Linked DNA regions of Cricetulus griseus: region 2 is linked to region 1. Evidence: chromatin contacts called from public Hi-C data. All regions are on one chromosome and are shown on one strand. Each heading gives the region's core, a stretch centred on a gene start, on an enhancer-like site or on the middle of the called end of the contact. The rest is flanking DNA. Distances are from core to core; before and after follow the strand shown. Region 1 holds the start of Lmo2 (rhombotin-2). Region 2 has its middle 78 kb from the start of Caprin1.

The links. Hi-C and Micro-C count contacts between places; a contact is called where the count stands out from the background.
Region 2: a contact with region 1 is called in a Hi-C map of liver, with 2.5 times the contacts expected there. The contact joins the enhancer-like site here to the promoter of Lmo2 in region 1. A contact is called at or near these places in 2 of 8 Hi-C or Micro-C datasets (fibroblasts and liver).

Annotation. Positions count from the first base shown.
Region 1 is chr6:73,664,961-73,671,320 of CriGri-PICRH-1.0, reverse strand. Lmo2 (rhombotin-2) reads left to right here and starts at 1,413. Exons shown (of 4, transcript XM_035446754.1): 1 at 1,413-1,604; 2 at 2,323-2,542. The coding sequence starts at 2,502.
Region 2 is chr6:73,769,454-73,775,948 of CriGri-PICRH-1.0, reverse strand. No RefSeq gene overlaps it. Among named protein-coding and RNA genes, the nearest start is that of Caprin1, 78 kb to the left of the region's middle. Within about 2 kb of position 3,233, at least 1 of the 6 cell types and tissues checked has open chromatin away from gene starts, as enhancers often do.

The DNA.
Region 1 (6,360 bases), core at 164-2,663:
CACACACACACACACCACCCTGTTCCATTACAGATCCCATGTCCCACATAACTCAAGTCAATCCTTACACCAAAACCCCAGATAAGTAATTCCATTATTCCCATTTTACTAACGAGGATGCTGAGAATGTAAACTCTTGCTATCCAGCCCAGTTTACACAGCTGTAAAAGGGAGGTTAGAATATAGGCAAAATCCTCAGCCATTCTCTCCACACTGTGTCTTGAGGGCAGTTTTCCTAGTCACATGTGCCCTTTAGAGTCTAAATCAACCCCAAACAATCTGGTTCCAAAGCCTCCGTGTTAAGTAGATAAACTGCTAATCACAACCCATGCATTATCATTGTTTCTCTTTCTTCTTTTGGTTTTATTTGTGAGACAACATCTCATGTAACCCAGACTGGTTTTTAACTAGCTTTTAGGAGAGGATGCCTTAGAATTCCTAATCCTCCTGCCTCCACCTGGGATTCCTGGTCTATGCCACCACAACCAGTGTTTATTGTCACTTCAGATAGAAATGAAAGTAGGATAACAGGTTACATACTCATATAGTTTAGGCTTGCCTAAACATTGTAAAGATACTTGTTTTTAATTTAAAAACAAGGATCTAAATAGGAAATGATCTTTTAAATACTGAAGGTGGGTTTTGGACCAACACAAGGGCATGCATACAGACACAGATTTTAATTATCCTCTTTCAGTTCACAAATTTCAGGACATGGAGACAGAAAGTGACATGAATCTGTATGTTGTGAGTCAGGTTATTACTAGTGAGAAATCAATGTGGATTTGGACATTAAGCATCCAGGAATTCACTTCTGGCTTCAGCAGGCATATTCCAGGGTGAGTTGATCTAGGCTACAAAAGAATCTTTATAATGGGTTTGAAATGCCTGTGACCTTGATAAAACAATGGATTGTGAAAGCACTTGGGAGTTTCCTTTTTACAAGCCTCAAGACTGGCATCATCGTAAACTAACGAGCCTTGAACGATCATTTCTGAAGCCAGTTTCAAATAAGTCAAGGCCCAGGGGAAGCCACGGTTTTTCTCCCTGGAAAAGTAGCTAGCTAGTGTCCTCTTCTTCCCTTTTGCATTTCTTTCTCCTTATAGAACTTGCTTTCGAGCTTGAAGGAGAAGACTGAACCCTAGATCAAGCCTGTCCTTTTCTTTGATTTACATAGGGCAAAAAAAAAAAAAGCAAGTAATAACTGTAAGGTCCTTGATTATTGGGAAGGCACTTCCGAGTATTGCTGGCACTTTACAGAGAGGGCAAGCCTAACCGCTGGAGTCCGCTCTTTGAAAGATGCTGAGGGAGGGAATTCTGTGGCCAGCAGATGGAGAGGAGACCCGGACAGTGTGGTCCCTCCCAGCCACCCTCCCCGCGGGATTAGCTGCCCCCAGTACTGCTCAGGCGCACCCGGCGCGTGAGGTGCCTGATCGCACAGCTCGCATCCCCTGTTTGGAGCGCAGTCGCAGCCGCTAGCTAGCCGCCAATAGAGCCGCGCTGCTGTCCCGGGCATCCCAGAGCACCGCGACAGTGGACCTGGGACCTAGAACCTAAGACGAGCGCGCGAGAGCCAGCCACTAGGAACGCTTACATTTCTGCAGGTGCTTATTTCACATTCTTGTATTTTCTTTCCCGCGGGAAGCCAAAAGGGAAAGGCAGAAGAAGGGGAACCCTGGAAAGGACGAATTAGTGGCAGCCCGGCTTCTTGCCCCTGGAGAGGTACTCAGGGGAGACTCTCCGACGCGGGCCCCTTTAAGAAGCTAAGTCAGTGCTGCTGCTGCTGTTGCTGCTGCTGCTACTGCTGCTGCTGTTTGGATTGCTAATCCCCAGGAGCCCCGTTTAAAAAAAAAAAAAAAAAAAAAAGGAAGAAAAAAAGGGGAGGGGGCGGGCAGCTGTCTCTTTAAATGTGATTTCCTTCTATTGTATTTGAATCGTGATCAGGAAAAAGGAAATGAAACCAGAGACAGAGGGAAGCTGAGCGAAAATAGACCTTCGCGAGAGAGGAGGGAGCCCGGGGACAGCCGCGCGGTCCGCTCCCCGCCCCCAGGCCGCCGCCCCCTCTCTGCCCTCGGCGCCCCGACCCCGACGAAGGTGTGAGGGGCTCGGGGCGACCGGGCGGAGCCTGCGACTGCGCGCGATCGGGACCGGGCGGCGGCGGCGGCTGTGGTGACGGCAGCGGACCGGGATGGAAGGTTAAGTCCTGGGCAGCGGCAGCTGCCGCAGCCGCCAGAGGGAGGCCGGGCTGCTCCCCGGCCCCCTACCTCGGCCGCCGCGCGCCGGGCAGCCGGCTGATTCGCTCTCTCTCTTTGGCGTTTGAAGGGAGCGCGGTGACTGTCCTTGAGCGTGGAGGGGCGAGCTCGCCGGCGGAGCGACCGAGCAAGAGGAGGCGCAGGAGCGGCGGCGCCCGAGCACCCGAGGGGGTCCGAGTCCAGGCAGCCGGTCAGGCACGCGCCACAAAGGGAGCGCCCCCGCCACCCGGCACGCCGCCTCCCTCCCCAATGTCCTCGGCCATCGAAAGGAAGAGCCTGGACCCGTCTGAGTAAGTGTGGCGCTTCTGTCCCCGCGCCCCCACCTCCCCCACCCCACCCGGTTCCAGGCTTGGAGCGAGGGGCTGGCTTCAGGTCCGCTCCCGCAGCGTGCCCTTGGTCCCTCGGTGTCTCAGGGGCTCTCCCTGCTTCTCGGGTGACTCTGGAGACACCGAGAAGGACTGGGTGGCGGAAGCAGTACCAGGGATCGGCCCGGCGACCCTGCGAGCCGCTCCAGGCTACCTGGAAAACACTCCAAACCTTCACCGGCGCCAGAAAGTTTGCCCAGGAGCAGGCACCTGGAGCCCGGAGGCGCAGGTGATGTGCAGGGAGAGTGGATGGAAGGATTCTCCCTCCTCCCTTCTCGCTCCACCGGGTTCCCTTTCTCTTTGTCCATTTGGCCCTGAAAAGGGGAGACACTCCCCTTTGGGGTCCCAGACAGTCTTCTACCCAGCCCGGGGCAGAGCGACTGCGGGCACTGATGGGGTCCGCCTGTCCACCTGGGAACTGGTTCAGGCCTCCAGAGACTTCTAGAATAGCTAATTCCGAGTTCCTCCGGGTACATATTCGCCCCTCCCACGAGTCTTCTAGTGTGGGCATGCGAACCTCGAAAGTTAGTGCTGTGTGTGTGTGTGTGTGTGTGTGTGTGTGTGTGTGTGTGTGTGTGTGTTTTGCTGGGGGGCTTGTTTTGTTTTGTTTTGTTTTTTGTCTAGGTCCCCCCCCGGGGGGAGCAGAATCCAATCGAACTCCCAGAAGGGTTTGGGGTCAGCGAACCAGAGCTGTAATAAACTTGCACTGTCTATGCTCTGAGCTTTGCGCTGGTTTGCAAAGAACATCCCCCATTCCTGTCCATACCTCAGCCCATTCTCTAGCCTTAATAAGGGGAGCCAGGAATGCTTAAGGTATCGTTTTTCGCGTCCACGCAAATGCCCTTTTAAGAGTCATTAGCTGTCTGGTTTTGCGTTTTTATTCCTTTGAAGTCTCCATCTAATCCTTTGAAGGGTTTTGTTAACACAAGACCAAAGGAGCTGGCTAATGACTTGTCCATTTGTGCTTGTAAGCAGCATTTGTTTTGGTGGCTTTTTTTTTTCCTTTTCCTGCTTTAAAAGAATTGTGCCTTCCTGCTGAAGTTTCCCTACTCACCCCCCCCCACCTTCAATTTCAGCCTTCTGTGGTGTTTATTTACCTGGGTTTTACCCTCAGTCAGCAGCATAAAAACCCAGCATGTTCTCATAAAACACAGGAAGTCCCACGATCCAGCGAGAATATAAACATCACTCTTCAGTCTTGAAGGTTAAGACACCAGCTCCGAAAGGAGCTAGGTTTGTTGACATAAAGACCAGCTTCCTCAAAATCTCAGGAGAAAAATAACAACCCTTTAAAAAGCAAGTCGGTGTCTATAGTTTGTTCTCTTTTAAAAATAAACTTAGCATTACCTCTGAGCTCTGAGTTTTCAGAGATTGGACAAGACATGATACTCAACGTAAGAGAGTCAGACAGACAAACTGGTGTTTACTGATTTCCTATCTGCACAGCCAAGCCGCTCATCCCTTATTAGAAGTTGAATCTACAGAGTTCAACTCCTTTTTTTTTTTTTAAAAAGGATTTTATTGTTAAGTATGTGCACATGTGTGTGTGTGTGCACCTATGTGCAGGTGCTGCGCCCCCCCCCCCCGACCCCTTGCAGGCCAGAGTTGCTGGATCCCCTAGAGCTGGAGTTACAGGTGGTTGTGAGCTACCCATTTTGGGTGCAGACTCTAACTTGGGTTCTCTGAAAGAGCAGAAAACACCCTTTGGAAAGTAAGTTTTCTTTCCAAAGTTTGTGCCTTTTTACCCCCCTTGAGACTAGAGAACAGAAAGGTATCTCAAGGCTGTAATAGTGAGCAAGAGGCCCACTGATAGTCTGCAATATGTGCCCAGTGAAGGCAGGCTGTCATTGAAGATGGACAAGCCAGGTGGAAACAGAACATTTCCCCCCCACTTCCTAGGAAATTGTTGAGAAATTTTTCTGGAAATCAAAGCTATAGAGGTACTCTGATATTTAGGATAGGCTGGTGGAAGAAAGTCAAATATTAACTTAAGGTGAATCTCATTCAGTCTTTCACTTACATTGTTCACCAGAGATAATGTCACATCATCGTTAATTATGGAAAGACAGATGGAGTTGGGATCTTGTCCTGCCCTTATCTGCTCTCCGACCATCATGTCTTTTTCTGTTGCTACTCACTCACCTTCTAGATGCCTCACTGTGTGCTTGCTCAAAGCCAGCTTGGGTCTTTACCACCACATCTCCAAGTACAGATCGGCCCTTGCGTAGGCGCACGAAAAAGTGGCATGTACACAGGGAGCCAGAGTTCATGAACATAGATTTCTTCTACCACGCAATTGGGGATCCCTCCTGCCTCCCTGCAGGTCATTTTAATTCTGGGGAGTTCTATTCCAGATAAGTGCAAATTCTTCTCTTTCAAAGTTAGCTGGTAATAGCATTGCATCTAGCATGCTGGAGGTTCTGTGCTTGCTCATGAAAGCCCAAAGAAAGGCCATGAGCAATGCAGTGAGAAGAGAGTTGATTCTGAATTGATGTGCTTGAATAAACCAAGGACCTTAGTTAACTTTCAGGTGGGATGGAAACCCTTACATATACCCCATAGAAACAGATTCTAACATATTATTAAAATTATTTAAGATCTGAACCCATCTCACCCATAGTCCTATATTCACAAGAGGCTGAGGCAGATGAATGGAAAGTTCCAACCCAGCCTGGGCAGTTTAATGAGATCTTGTCTTAAAATTTTTGAAGGAGGGAAAGGGTTTGTAAGCTGCCTCAACTGCTAAAGGTGATTGCTACTAAGCCTGACAACCTGAGTTTGATCCCCAGACTCCACAGGGTGGAAAGGGAGAACGGACTCCTGAAAGCTGTCCTATGTCCTACACACACACACACACACACACACACACACACACACACACACACACACTCACGCACACATGCACGAGCACACACACCTTTTAAAAACTAAAATAAGGGAGCTGGAGAGACGGCTCCATGGCTAGGAGCATCTCCAGCTCTTATGGAGGACCCAAGTTTCATTTCCAGCAGCCATATTAGATGGCTCACAATCACCTATAACTCCATTTCTGGAGTGTCTGACACCTCCGGCTTCCTGGGGGCATCTCCCTTATGTGTACATACCCTCATGCAGATGTACAATTAAAAATAATAAGTTTTAAAACAATACAAACACAAAGAGCTGAGAAATAAATCTCTGTGGTGGAGTACTTGTCTCACCTGAGTAGGGACCTGGTTTGGTCTTTAGCACTGAAAAAAACCAACAACAACAAAAAAAAAACCCAAGACTTGATTTGGTTGTTTTGTTTTCTTCAAAGTTCCTGGCTCTAAAAGAAGATGATTTTATGTTTTATGCAAAAAGGTGAATTTAGTGCCAGCATTTAGCTAAATATTTACAGTGGATGCTTAATGGTATGAAGGTGTTGGAATGTCCAATAAACACTCCTTCTCCAAGTCTCACTGTCCCTAATTATAATGGGGCTGCATTTCATGGGTACAGGCCAATTAGGCCACAAAGTCTCTTGGTAAAAGTGCCAAATAAAAGTAAGAGGCACAGGCTTATCCACCCAAGGTACCCAAGAGAACCCCATTGGGCATTTCACAGTAAGAATGAAATCCAATTTTTAAAATAAAAAAACTAGATATGTTTTTTTGAAAAAAAAATAGTGTTTTATTAACTACCACACTGTTATAATACACTTTTAACGTACAATAAGGTAGCCTTTAAATCTGAGGTGGTCTTAAAGATAACAAATGAACAGA
Region 2 (6,495 bases), core at 1,984-4,483, 100 kb before region 1:
ACTTTGCTGTATGAGAGGAAAATAGATAAAGCAGACCCTTCCTTCCTTCCTTCCTTCCTTCCTTCCTTCCTTCCTTCCTTCCTTCCTTCTTTCCTTCCTTTCTTGTCTTTCTTCTTTTTTAATTTTTTTTATTTTCCTTTCCCTCTTTATTATTGTTATTTTTAGGCAAGATCAAGCCCTGGCTGGCTTGAAACTCACTATATAGACCAGGTTAGCCTCAAACTTACTGAGATCCACCTGTCTCTGCCTCCTGAGTGCTGGAATGAAAAGTGTGAGCCACCATACCTGGTGACAATAGTTTTCTCAACTGTCTAATATAATTAATGAAGGAACCAATGGATATAAAGTATGTGAAATGGAAAGTAAAATAGTATTCCAAACCAAAGTGACAATAGCCACTCCAGCCATTTAAGGGGGGGTATGCCTGTTATCAGTGAAGAAATACTCTTCCACCTCATTTGTGTTTAGGTTCAAGGGCTGTTGCTTAGCAGAGCGAGTTAATGGTATTTGGCTACAGCAGGCAGGGAATGGAGTTGAATACAAGTGGAGAGGCGGTAAAGCACAGAATTATCTGTCTAACCAAATGGGAGAAAGAAATGACTAGTGGTCATCGAGGGAGGGCAAGAGAGAGGTGGTCTAAGCTATGTATATTGCAGCAGGCAGGTCTTACAGGACCAGGAGAGCCTGCTGTTACCAGTTTGTATTCATGTATGTCAACATGCAGAATAATTCTCAGCACATGTGATGGTTAACATGGATCATCAACATGATGGGATCTAGAAGCTCTGAGATGATAAACCTCTGGCCCTGATTGTGAGGGATCCTGACTGCGAGGAAGTATGAAGATTAGGCCAGTCTCTGGTTGTGTCTGTGAGAGGTTATCTAGACTAGTGTGACTGGCAGGGAAAGACACATCCAAATTGTGGGTGGCACTGTGCTATGAGCTGGGGTCCTGGACCAAATAGAAAGGAGATGGTAAACTGAATGCGGCGTTTATCTCTCTACTTCTTGATTGCAGACACAATGTGGCCAGCCTCCTCCAACTTTGGTAGTTATGAATTCCCCATTGTTGTAGATTGTACCCCTTAAACTGGGAGCCAAATCAAACCTTTCCTCCTTTAAAGTCACCTTTGTCAGGCATTTTGTCAACCCAACAAGACAAATGGAGTATTTCCTAAATGACCCCAAGTGGCCTACAATGAAGTCATCTTTTTCATTGTCTATTGCTCTCTCCCTGGTGGAAGAATCTCATCTCTCTTGGTGGTGGTGGTGGTGGTGGTGGTGGTGGTGGTGGTGGTGGTGGTGTGCATGTGTGCTGTTGATGGGGGTTGGTGGCAAAAAGAGATGAGATATGTTCAAATTCTGACTCTGCATGGTTTATTTTTCTATTTATTCACCTTTATCCAAGTTTAAATTGGGACAAAAAGTACTACCTTATCTCATTTGATTTATGTGTCATTTAAATGAGATAATCTAGGTGATTCATGGGCCAAACACTTAGTTACCCTCCCTAAGCGTTAGCACTGACCATAATTTTGTAACAGTCTTATGAATATAATATACACCCCTACAGTGTGTGTTCTATGGTTTTATTTTAAACATTTACTTATTTTATGTGTTTGAGTGTTTTGCCTGCATGTATATTTTTATATGTATACCATATGAATGTTTGGTGCCAAGAGAGGTCAGAAGAGGGCATCAGATCTCCTGGAATTGGAGTTACTAATGGTTGTGAACCACCAAGTGGGTGCTGGGAACTGAACCCAGGTCCTTTGCAAAAGCCACGAGTGCTCTTAACTAAGGGGTCATCTCTCCAACCTCTATGGTTATTTGTTATTATTTTGTTTTTGAGACAGGGTCTTATTTTGTTGCCCTGGATGTCCTGGGACTTGCTATGTGGACTAGGCTGGCCTTGAACTTGGAGATGGAGATCAGTCTGCCTTTGCACCCCTACCCCCCAAGTTTTGAGATTAAAAGTGTGTGCCGTCACGCCTCTCAATTTATTTTTATTTTATGTGTATGGGTGTTTTGCCTGCATGTTTCTCTATATAGCAGTGTATCCCTGGTGCTGTCAGAGACCAGAAGAGGGTAGTGGATTTCCTTGAACTGGAGTTACAGACAGTTGTGAGCTGTCATGTGGGCACTGGAAATTGAACCTGGGGCCTCTGCAAGAGCAGCAAGTGCTCTTACCTGCTAAGCCATCTCTAAGCCATCTCTCTAGCCCCATTATTTTAAACTTTGTATACGTGCTCACTGTGGGAAGTCTGAACAACATAGACCACAGAGACACAACAGGCACACAAACAGGTGCCTTTTTGTATGGCTTTTTTTTCCTTCCCAAGTATTCTATCTTTGCAAAAATAGGACATTGTATTAAAATCTACTTAAAAATTAATCTTGGCAATAGACTGTGACCCTTTCCCTGTGGACAAGCTATCTCTTAAAATATGTATTCTTGTAGAAGTAGCCACACCCTGGGCCAGATGATTCATTACTTAAAATTACTTCAAACCATTTCTCTCTCTCTCTCTCTCTCTCTCTCTCTCTCTCTCTCTCTCTCTCTCTTCTCTCCTCTCCTCTCTCTCTCTCTCAAATGGGAGGGTGGAGAGAGAAGGGGGCTGCCTGTGGCTGTCTAGACTTGGGAAACATCTCACAGAACAGCTTAGAAAATTAACAGCCCTCATTAGCATGCAGATGGGGGAGCTCTCCTGTAAAGATTCCTCTTACTTTGATTAGATCAATGTTTTGTGCGCTAATTTGACTCTGTGGAACCATTTATCCTCATGGCTCCAACTAGTGTCTCTGGCTCATTTGAGCAAACACTGCTGCAGGCTCACTGCTCTTAGCAGTAGGGGACAGGTCCTCGCCATTGGTGTTGTTTGCACACTACAATTGGGCTTATAAGAAATTATGAAAAATAAGTTTAGATTGATGAAGCCACTTCCTGACTCAACAGCCACACAAATGTGGCTTGGGGGCCAAGGGTAAAGACCGAGGCTGTGCTCCAAAGAGTGCCTCTCAGTGTCAAGCTAATTGGTCCCTCTGGGGATGAGCCTGTGAACTTGGCCTCATTAGCGCAGCACAACTGCACAAAACAGCTGAGTTAGTTTCTCTGGAGCCCTGGAATCACTTTTTTTGTTTTTTACCCTGATTCTCATGCTATCCTCCAGGTGGCGATGCTGGTTTGTCAACCTCGGGAGATCCCAAAGCCTGGGCCAAGAGCTTGAAGGCAAGGGGAAGCAGTGGTGGACTGGGTATGGACAGGCATGGGAATGCACACAGCTGTTAGGTCTACAATTGCACAGCCTCATGCTGGGTGTCCAGATAAATCAGTAAGCCAAGGAAAAATACTGTTAGCCTTTACTATAATTATGGGGCCAGCAACATTCCAGGTGTGTGTGTGTGTGTGTGTGACATGTGCACACACACTCTCATTTGGGTATGTGTATGCTTGTGCAACAGCATATGTGTAGAGGCCAAAAGACATCTTGAGGGAGGTGGTTCTCTCCTTCTATCATGTTGAACTTGGTTCCCAGACTTGGTGACAGATGCCTTTACCCACTGGGCCATCTTGCAGGTCCTAATTTTCATTTCTTTAGATGGGCCCGATAGAAGTTTATCACATGAACAACAGGGTTCCTTTCTTTGTTAACCACCTGCTAAATAAATTATAGGTGCTCTTTTGTTTCCATTGGTGGTTGGTTCTATTACTTGCTGAATGTACCAAAATTCATGGCTATGCAGGTATCCCCATGGAGAGACAGTGTTTCTACATAACCAATGCACGTCCTCTGGTTATTTGTACTTTAAATCATCTCTACCGCAGAATACAATTACAAATAATGGGTGAATTGTTGTTCTGTATGTTTTAAAAATTTCCCTATTTTTTGTTGTATTTTGTTTTGTATATATATGCATAACATTTCATATGTCTAAGGTTGGCTTCAAACTAAGCATGTAGATGAAGATGATGTTGAACTTCTAATCTTCTTGCCTCTATCACCAAGTGCTGGGGTCACAGGACTGTGCCACCACACCTGATCCATGTGGTACTGGGGAAGAACTCAATAGCTCATCCCTGCTACACACGCTCCACTCCCCTGGTCCCTTGTACCCAAATATTTTTTATCTGTGGTAGGTTTGAACCGAGGTTGTGGAACACACAGCTGCAGGACTGACTATAGTTAATTATAATCTTGGGCTATAATTGTTAGAATTACAACTTGGGTGGTACATGGTTTTTAGTGCCTCTTATCTTTCTATACTGGGTGGACATAATGCAATATTGGCATAGCCAAAATTGGATGATTCTGAAGCCATGACAATGAGTGACTTGAGAACTAATGTTCTATTACAGCATGGTCACCTAGAAACATGGGGACTTCCTTTTTTAAAATGTTTTCTTTCCCTAGTGAACCACACATTTCTTTGGAAAAACAAGCAAAAACAAATGGAAAACAAAAAAAAGCCATTGTTTTTAATTATGTGAGTTCTGGTACTCGAAGAGGCTAGAGATGTTGGAAGTTCATGGAGCTGGAGTTATGGGTAGTTCTAACATAGATGTTAATACAGAAGTCCTGACTTCTGTAAGTACATATTCTTTTTTTGTTTTGTTTGAGACAAGATTTCTCTGCAGCTTTGGAGCCTGTCCCGGAACTCACTCTGTAGTATAACAGGCTGGCCTTGAACTCACAGAGACCTTTCTGCCTCTGCCTCCCGAGTGCTGGGATTAAAGGCCTGCACCACCACTGCCCAGCACAAGTACATGCTCTTAACTGCTGAGCCCTCTCTCCAGTCCCAGAACCACCCACTTCTTGAGGGATTTATTGGATTTAAGGATTTATTCCCCTCATTTCTTTATTTATGGGGCCAGTAATGTACCTGCTACCTGGTAAAGCTTAAGTGACTGAGGGAGTGAGTAAATGGAAGATACTCTGGCAGAGATGAGGTGAGAGAATGAAGTGATGCAATGACCAAGGGGAGAAGAGATGAAGGGACCAGAGTGAGATGTTAAGAAGGCTGATACACGATGGAGCCACAGACACGACTGCACCTCTTCAGCTAGAAGCCTCAAGGAGGTCTATCTCCTGAACAAAAAGGATCAAAGGCATGTCCAAGAAGGAAATGAATTACTTTGGGTGGCATTAACCTTCTTATCTCCTGAAACAGAGGTGGGAATGAAGGAGAAGGGGTTCCTTTGTCATTGGAGAGACTGAACATCTATTATGTCCAGAATGGTGCTGGGTACACAGAAGAGCCTTACGTATTTGCTAAACCAATGAACAACCCTCTTCTACTAACCACAGATTCCTATTTATCTGCAGTATTTATGTCTTAGCTCCGAGTGACAACCATAGCTCAGCTCCCACCAAGGAGCATAGATCACCCTGGTAGGGGGCATGGGGTGGAGCCTTGATGTCTGGATTTGAAGCTTGGCTCTGCTTGACTTTACTTGGTTGTTCCCCTGTTTCCAAGCCTGTAAGATGGGGGACGAGATAGCACCCGCTTAAAGGAATTATTTTGACAGCTAAGTGAATTAGCACTTGTATCAACATCGTATGTGCTAGTGAGGGTTACTATGATTCCGTGTAGGCCTTAGGGACTGAACCCATGTTGTTAGGTTTGGCAGCAAGCACCTTTACCTCCTAAGACATCTTGTAGGACCCAGAGCACACTATTTTGAGGGGATTCTAAGAGCCAGATTTCTTTTTAATCTCATCATATTTCTTATGCTTTTTTCCCTCCCATCTACCTTGGTTGATCAGCTGGCCACCCTTTAATTCTTCTCTGCTGATGGGTGCTGTTCAGGATGCCATAAAGATGTTTTACAGGCTGCCTTGTCCTGACCTGGAGTGTTGGAAAGGACTTGCAGAAGTTACCCAGGCACAGTGGTAGCAAGGTTGGCACATCATATGTAAAGGCTTGGAGCCAGGGAGACCCCAGGATGTAGGGATGATGGCTGTTGTGTGGTTGACGCGCAGGACACCGGATGTGTGCATAGGGAGGAAGAAGAGGTTGGACAGGTGCATAGTTCAAGGGCATTGGAAGTCACACTAAGTAGACTTTACATGTGATCCTGAGCATAATACTCTCTCTCTCTCTCTCTCTCTCTCTCTCTCTCTCTCTCTCTCTCTCCCTCCCTCCCTTCCTCCCTCCCTCCCTCTCTCCCTCTATTCCTCCCCCTCTCTCTTTCTCCAGAGTCTAACTATGTAGTCCTGGCTGGCCTGGAACTTGCTATATAGATTAGGCTGACCTTGAAGTCACAGAGATGCTCCTACCTCTGTTGGCATTAAAGGTGTGCACCACCACACCCAGCTTGCAGCAGCTGTTAAATTGATCACTCTGCCACTTTCTTCCTTTAAGTATCTTTTCCCAGGTGTCAGGTGATCTTTGTTCTTGTGGTTGGTTGTTTATTGAGCTATAATATAAAAATACAGCCATTTATAAGTCAGTGCTTTTTTAAAAGTAAATTTATTTCTTATTTTATATGCATTG